Linked DNA regions of Bos taurus: region 1 is linked to region 2. The links are chromatin contacts, called in public Hi-C maps. All regions are on one chromosome and are shown on one strand. The core of a region is the stretch at or near the end of the contact, and the rest is flanking DNA. Distances in the headings are between cores, read along the strand shown. Region 1 holds the start of BMF (Bcl2 modifying factor). Region 2 has its middle 14 kb from the start of SRP14.

What was found. A called contact is a pair of places that touch in the nucleus more often than the background predicts.
Region 1: a contact with region 2 is called in a Hi-C map of liver, with 2.2 times the contacts expected there. The contact joins the promoter of BMF here to the enhancer-like site in region 2. A contact is called at or near these places in 3 of 11 Hi-C or Micro-C datasets (liver, skeletal muscle and skin fibroblasts).

The regions. Positions count from the first base shown.
Region 1 is chr10:35,752,327-35,756,370 of ARS-UCD2.0, forward strand. It overlaps BMF (Bcl2 modifying factor), which reads right to left and starts at 2,140. Exons shown (of 3, transcript NM_001077485.1): 1 at 1,849-2,140; 2 at 168-328. The coding sequence starts at 2,140.
Region 2 is chr10:35,703,629-35,707,878 of ARS-UCD2.0, forward strand. No RefSeq gene overlaps it. Among named protein-coding and RNA genes, the nearest start is that of SRP14, 14 kb to the left of the region's middle. Within about 2 kb of position 1,398, at least 5 of the 102 cell types and tissues checked have an H3K27ac peak or open chromatin away from gene starts, as enhancers often do. A contact at or near this core is called in liver, where this site is marked.

The sequences.
Region 1 (4,044 bases), core at 890-3,389, 49 kb after region 2:
AAGAGCACTCATCCAGCCAGGCCCATTCTCGATTTCCAGTTCAAGAGAATCACGGTAACATGGGGCCTTAAACGTGGGGCCTGGCAGAAAGAGTTGCTGAGGCAGGCCCCAGCCCCACAGCCCCAGCAGATGCACACCACCTCCCCCCACCAAGCCCCGGTGCCTACTTGCTGCATATGAAGCCGATGGAACTGGTCTGCAATGCACTGGAGTTTTCGGGCAATCTGTATCTCTGCTCGATGTTGCCACTGCCCTTCAGGGGGCTGCTCACCAAGGGGCAAGCCTGCAGGGAAACTGGCAGGAAGGGGGAGCCGGTAGCCAGCATGGCCTGCAAAGACAGAGGGCCCACATCTCAGCAAGCTCCACCACTGCCCCATCTTCCCCATGCCTGCCACCCCTGGTCAAGACCCAGGGTCAAGGGTAGACTCTAGTATAGGAAGGGAGAGGAACTGAGCCTGCCTTTCTCAGGGCACTCTGCCAAATGTGGACAGCCTGACTTGCCTGCTGCCCAAGAGTATGAAAACTGATGCCAGGCTTTCCTTCAGCCCTCCCTTCACTGGCAGTGCCACGGCAAAGGTAATAAGTGTGGCTGAACTTGCCAACCTTCTGTCCTTATTTACCCAGCTACGCTTGACCACAGTTCATTATTCATTATTCATATAGTAGTAGCAGGCTGAAGCTCTTCTCTAGAAAAACATTGGAGGCAGCTCTCCAGAGATCCTGAGTTGAGCAGAGCAAGGGACAGAGAAAGAAAATCAGAAAGTAACCTCACTTTTTTAGTGTAGCAGAGAAAGGCTAGTTTCAGGCCCTGAAGCTCTGGGCAGTGGCACAAAAACATAGGGAGAGAAGACGCCTCTGAGCCACAGATTAGCCAAGTTCCTCTCTGGAGCCAGCCCCAGGCCAGACACCTAGACCTGCTCTCCTTACTGACCAAGTGCTGGTCACCGAGCTGCCACTAGGGGCGCCCGCTTGCTCCCGTCTTTCCCTCCTCCCTGCCCGCCTGCCTTATCCATCTTCTCAGACTCCTGCCAGAACTACTTTGCCTGAATTGTCCTACAGTGCAGCTCCTTCTGGGAATAACTGCAGCGTCTCCTCAATCCGCTCCATCAGACCCAGCAAGATAGCCTCTGAACCACCCTTCCCTCCATAAGCTTTGTGCTAAATGAAGAACACTGGCTATCTAACCCTGCCCTTTTGCCAAGGAGGGCAAACTGCTAATAAAACCAACCACTGAAGCCCACAAATGAAAGGGTCTTATCTGACTGAGCCTTGGAAACAGCCCCTTTGCTGGCAATGAGCCTAGGCAGGCCCAACCTCTTTCTCCAGTTCCCCTTCCAAACACAGAAAGTCCCAAGTGACAACTGGGCTGGGGGACCTTCTGCCTCCAGGAAACTTCTCTCCCAGAACAAGCTGGGTTTTCCCCTTCAGTGTCAACAGCGAGTCACAGATCCCCCAGCCTTCTCCAGGGCAACACTAGCCACTTTACGGAAGGTACATCACTATTACGACACAAAAGGCTGGGCCACTCAACAGGCCATAATATGTAAAAGCCAAGACCCAGGTACCCTTCTTCCAACCCAAGGAGACACCATGGACCCAAGGATCCCTCCAGAAAGGGACAAATGAGCAGAAAAGAATGGCAAGGCCAAAATCTGTCCTGCTTGTGGCCTGAGGAGCACAGGCAAGCAGCAGTATATGAGCAGAAAGACAGCAGGTGAAGAGTTGAGGGATCAATAGCCCCTGCTGCTCAATTTGGGGAAGGAAATAGCAAAGAGCAGGTTTGGGGAGGGAAAGTCCCCTCTTTTCCCCCATCTCTAAGGGAGGAGTCCTGAGGCTAAGAGCACTCACCATAAAAGAGTCGCTGGGGCTCCTCAGTCACCCCACAAGGCAGCATGACACCCTGGCTCGGGGAAGCTGGGCTGAGAGTCTGGGTAGCCTTGTCTTCCTGGCTGGTGGGTCGAAGCCCAGGGCCACAGCAGTGCGTGAGAGGGAAGAGCTGCAGACGGCTGAGGGGGCAGTCCAGCTGGCTCTGGGCAAACAGGTCAGCAGAGAGCAAGCTCCTGGGCTGGGTCCCCGGCTCCCCATCCTCGGGCTGGAATACGTCATCCTCCAGCTCCTCCACACACTGGGGTGGCTCCATCTCCCCTGTGAGGGTGCAATGCAGGCATCCGGGAGGCTGCCCCCACCCAGGCTCTACCTAGAAGGACTTCCCTCCCTTTCCTTCTTTCCTGCTCCCCCTTCTTATGTGGAGAAGTGGGCTCAGGCACTGATGACAGTCAACCCTACAGATAAAGCATTGCCAAGGGTGACAACCCATCCCCAAATGTGGGCTGCCTTGCAGTTTCAGGATTCTCCATGTTTCTTCCCTGTGCCCACTTGGAGCCACCTTCCCCTCAGCCTCCTCTTCTGACCCAGGCTGGTCACAGTCACACAGTTGGACTGCTACTGACTCTCAGCCATAGCAGGAGTATGGTCAGCTGCTACGAGCACGGAGGGTACCTGGAGAAATGTCAACAAGACTAGACTCTGTGAGTGGCTGTGGGAGGGCAGAGGGCGCTGTGACTGGCTGTACCCACGGTGCTCACCACACACACACCCCTTTGCTGGCCTGAGGAGTAACCATCAAGTTCTCATCTCAGTCTGAGCAGAGCTCCAGGCTGGGCAGAAAAAACAAAAGCCAGCGATCCTAGCCCGGCCAGGTTCCCTCCAAACCTGCTAAGCCCCGCCCAAGACTCTAGTCTCCACCCGCTGCTTGCTCAACACAACAAACAGGCTCAACGATGTGGTAAGAGTGTGTCCTGGGAGAGAGAGGGGGAGAAAAACCCAAGTTAGTCATTGCAGCTGCCCTCTCAGCAGAGTAGAGCTATCTGCCTACCACAGCTTAGCCGAGAGGAGAGGTCCAGCAACCAGCAAAGTGCCCAGAGTCCCCCAGCTCAGTGTGGAGTCACTAATCTCCACAACTTCAAATCCTTCCCCACAGCCTACCATTCCTGCCAGCACCGAACCTGAGATGGGTACAACCTGCCTCATAGAAGGAAGTGAAATTCAGCCCTCTCTCTGTGACCTCACTTGCTGCCTGAACTCAGGTTGTTGATATGAGTTTCTTGGTGATAAAGAAGTTCCACTTGCTCCATTTGATGGCTCTTGGAAGTATGAGCTTGCAGTCACCCAGCTTCTTGTGCTCAAAGTCAGTCCCCTATACATACACCAGGAACCCCCCAGGGTCCCTGGGGCAGTCAAAAAAGCAACCACCTGAGTGGTTAAGGATACAGAGAGATGGTGTTTGTCACTGCCAGAGTCAATTAGAGGTCCCCTGGGAATTCTGTCTTCCAGTCTCTTGCCCTTGAAGAACAAGCCAAATGGTCTGTGGGTTGGTAAAGTACTTAGAGGAAACTCAGTTAATTCAAGAATCTTGGCTTTCTCAAATGCAAGCTTTCTTTAAGGCGCCTGCTTTAACTCTCCCTCCATCCCATCCTGTCCTTGAGCTATCTATGGTCCCTATCCTGCCTGCCCTCTTCCCTGCCCACTTGGATGGCAAAAAAAGGCACGTGGTGCTCTTGGGACAGTGTTTTCCTAAAAGGTGTGAGAGAACTAGTTTATCAGTGCCAGGAAACAAGGCATCCTGCAGAAAGGACCAAGCGCTGTCCTACCAGTCACCTGGCAGGAGCTCCCCTCCTGCCCTTCCACCTCCTCTATGCAAGCTGGCAATCCCAACCTAAGATGGGGCCCTCCAAAGCCAATAGCAAGCAGGAGTCATTGTCTTGGCTTTTCCTTTGAAGCTTATCACCTCTCCCACCCCCTCCCAGCAAAGCCCCAAAGTTCAGCCCTTGCCTGCACTGGAGGTGCAGCCAGAGGTGTGGGTCTGCCAGCCTAGGGGGACCCTTCCCACTCTCCACAGGAACTACAGATGGCTCTTCTGCAAGTGGGAGCCTTCAGAGGGGTGCTGGGCAAGATCAAGCGCAAACTGGGATACAGTAAAGAGACTTCTCCCCTTCCCCTGAACTGAAGAGGTGGTGTCCAAACAGGCAACAGGAGGGCACTTCC
Region 2 (4,250 bases), core at 148-2,647:
GAGGGAAACGAGCGCTGTCTCTTCACAAAGGCCTCACCCTTGAATTTCTAAGGATGTCTCTAAAAATAGGACCTAAGCTCCAGGTCCCAAACTCCAAACTGAGTGGAGATGCTGAGTGGCGTGGCTTTTCAGAAAGAGCACAAAATCAAAATGCAGGATTCTTCTATCTTAACCCTGCCAGGGAAAAGCTGTGTGACCCTGGACAAGTCACTTCCCCTAGGCAGACTTCAGTCTCCTTCTTTGTAACACGAAGAGTTGGGATGGGTGAGGTCTGGGTGACTTCCAGTTTAAAATGTGAGAGACCCATGCTCAGAGGACACTTTGGGGCTGCTGTGAAAACTAGAGCTTGAGTAACAGAGAGAAATTAGGATGAGACTCTGATTGAGGGCTAGATAAAATAGAATGGAACTCGGGATTTCTCTGGAGGTCCAGTGGTTGAGATCAATGCAAAGAAGGTGGGTTTGATCCCTGGTCTGGGAACTAAGATCCCACATGCTAGACGGCATGGCCAAGAAAATTAATTTTAAAAAGAAAAGGAATGGGATTTAATTTAGGACCTGAGATGGTAGAGTTTTGTTTCCCCCAGATCCCCACGATAAAGAGAAGTGGATCTGTTGGACTGAGAACACCTCAAGAGAAGCTCATTTCATAGAAGGCTCCCAACACTTGGTGAAGAGCTAGACTCCTTCTGGATAGTTTAAGGTCGTCCATCAGTCACAGCTGCCCACCCCCAATTTACAATGAGCTGGGAGGAGGAACACACCTGAGAGCAGAGCAAGGGGTGCAGTAACACAAAGAAGGAAAAAGCCCAGCCTTCCTAATGCTCTTCTTCATGGAAGCTGCTCCTTAAAATTCCTTCAACTGGGGATCGAGCCTTTCAGACCACAGTCAAGCTAAAAATAAATGGCTAACATTCTGCCTTTCTAGGACCCAAGGTATCCTTGGAGAGACTTTCAGCAGAGTGGGGGCTGGAAAAGGGAGAGAAGCGGGCAGTCCAGATATCACAGGAGACCTGCTTTTTCTGAAGCCAGACCAAAGTCTGGTAGCTCAGTCCTGTTCCCTGTGGGCAGTGATGAGGCAGAAGGCCTTGGGGTTCTGGGTCACTTTCTGAAACCCTCCCTGTTTGCTTCCCAGGCCTCAGCAACCCCTAAGAGAAGAGTCCAGTTTAGCTCTTATCCATCGACTACCTGTTCATTACCCAGGGTGGGGGCCAGGAGACTAAATGACACCGCTCTCCAGCCTCCCACCAGATCACCCACGTGGCTTCGACACTGTCTGAGCTGTTTTGGAGCCACAACCCTAGGCTCTTGGAGGCAGCTTCAGCCCAGGGTGGAGAGTGTAGGATAGGAGGAAGGCTAGAGGGTTGGGGGGAGGGGAGCATGCTGATGTCCACTGGCCTTTAGCCTGTGGGGCCATGCTCTGCCAAGACCAATGTTGGCAAAAAAGCCAAGGGGGAGAGGAACAGGGCCAGACCAAGCTGACATGTGGCGCTTCCCAGCTGTAGCCCAGAGCAGTGCAGACACGGGCTTGGCATGCTCCTCTGTGTGTCTATGTTTGTGTGTGTGTATGCACACACACCCTAGTGAACATGCACGAGAAGGTGTGTGTTTGTTGACCTGGGTGAGTGCTGCCCATCACTATAGCGTGTGTGTGCTAAGTCACTTTAGCCATGTCCAACTCTGTGTGATCCTATGGACTGTAGCACACCAGGCTCCTCTGTCCATGGGATTCTCCAGTCAAGAATACAGGGGTGGGTAGCCATTCCCTTCTCCAGGGGATCTTCCCCAGCCAGGGATCGAACCTGCGTCTCTTACATTTCCTGCATCAGTAGGCAGTTTCTTTTCCACTAGCGCCACCATGGAGAAGGTGACAAAACTCTGTATTTACCATCAGGCCTAGTGGTGCTGGGGATGCAGAGCCAGAATTCCCAGCCCCTGCCTACCCCAAGACACTGCTTCTCCCAGATCAGAGGAAGGTGGACAGGGCTGCATAGAGGCTGCATCTTCAAGGAGAGCTCAGCTAGGCCAGCACTGCACCTCACTCTGACTCAGCCCTCTCCTTCTATTTGACCAGGAGCATTTAAAGAGCAGCTTCTTGGGCTTCCCTTGTGACTCAGCTGGTAAAAAATCCACCTGCAATGCAAGAGACCTGGATATGATCCCTCCTGGGTTGGGAAGATCCCTTGCAGAAGGGAAAGGCTACCCACTCCAGTATTCTAGCTTGGAGAATTCCATAGACTGTATAGTCCATGGGATCGCAAAGAGCTGGACACGACTGAGCAACTTTCACTCACTCCTTGACCTGAAGTACTCCGCAGCACCAGATCCCTCTCCCTAGACCTGCCAGGAGGGTCAGACTTCTGCCTACAAGGAAGGCTTCAGGACAGCACCTCTAGTGCCAAAAAGTTGTGAAGGAGATGGGCTTTGAAGGATGGGAACGATTTGGAAAAAACTGAGGCTAGTGGACTAGTGAACATGGGGGCCAAGAGAGACATTTCAGAGAGGAGGATGGGTTAGGAATGCCTGTGACTTAGAGGGAGGGCTATAAGCAGGCCTCTTCAGTTGTACATTCTGACACCAACCAGGAATCCTGCAATTGAATTCAGGATCAATTCTGACACTAACTACTCAGGCTTAGCTTCAGATCCCATAAGTTAAATGGCAGAGGCCCCAAGAAGACTGCCCTTACTTCCTTTGACAGATGCAAATAGGGTCCCCAGGCCACCCACACTTCTGTCTGATTTGGCTATAATAGTTCCTACTACCTCCCTTCAGCTTCAACAATTTGCTAGAATCACTCATAGAACTTACTAAGTGTACTAAACTTAGAGTTTTATTATAAAGTACAATTAATTCTAGAAGAGCCAGACTGAAGCAACATACAGGGAAGGTCTGGGGGCAAAGTCTCTGTGTTCTGTCTTCACGGGTCAGGTGCCACCTCAACTGGTGAACATCCATGTGTTCACCAAGCAGGAAGGTCCTCCAAATTTCAGTCTCCAGGGTTTTTAGGTGGGGTTTCATGTCACAGGCATGGTTAATTAAACCACTGACCACATGACTGAACTCCATCTCCAGTTGCCCTCTTCTCTCCAGAGGTTGGGAGTGGGGTGGGGATGAAATTTCCCACCTTCTTTCTGGCAGGACCAGTCCCCCCGACTTCAGACTATCTAAGGACCCACCACCAATCACCTCATTAGCAAAAACTCAGTTGTGACCAAAAGGACAGGTTGTCAACTCCAAAAATAATTCCCATTACTGAGGAAATAGCATGCTTTTATTTAAAGTTCTGTTGCAGGTAATATCAAGACCAAATACATTTTTGTATTATATTGCAATTGTAACGGATGTTCCCTGTCAGGCAAAGAGGAGGAAGCTGAGGTTAGAAAGGTAGGATGGGGCAAATTGATAAAGTCAGAAATTGATGGCAATCACCCCCTCCCTCCCAAGGAGGTGACGGTAGAGGATAAGTAGTGGAGACAACATTTTGTATAACAGTTGTGAGCTCTCTGCAGACATCTGTTGTCACCATCAGCCTCTCCTCTGATCCTCCTCTGACCTTGAAGAATGGGGTGCCTTCCCTTGAAGAATCTTCTCTCTCTGAATAGAGTGTGAACATCTATCCTGCCAGACTGTGAGCTCTTGCAAAGCAAAGACGTATCTCTATACTCCAAGATTTAGCACAGCCTGCCAAGCAGTGGGCGTTCAGACAGGTGTGTAGAATGAACTTGGTTCCTTCTAGAAAATGTCACCTTTCTCATATTTAGGAATGATCAAGAGAGTAGGGGGATGAGTGATGACTTAACACTGGGGAGAATGAGAAGGGGAGTGGCACTTAAACAAGAGCAAGACTGTCTTTTCCCACAGGGTCCTGCACCTCCTGGGCCCCCTGCAGGAAGACTGCCCTTGATGGGTGCTCCAAGGCAGGCAGTTGGACGGGCAGGATGAGAAGTCAGACTGACGTGGGCAGGCAGGCAGGCAGGCAGATGGGCAGCTTTAAGCACCATATGAAGCTCTGGGGGCAGATCCAGCAGAAAGGAGCCCTTCTGGGGACTGTGTGAAAGCTTTCCCCTTGACTGGCTTCCAGCCCCTGGAAACCCCAACCAGCGTCCAAGCCACAGTTTACTCAATAGTAAGAGTTGCCACCCCAAGACCTGGGCTGGGTGTGAGCAGACCTGCTTGGCCATCCATCCCTCCTCTGAGACTAGGCCCTTTGCCCCCTTAGGTAGCCCCCTGAGGGGTCCTCAGTAGGCA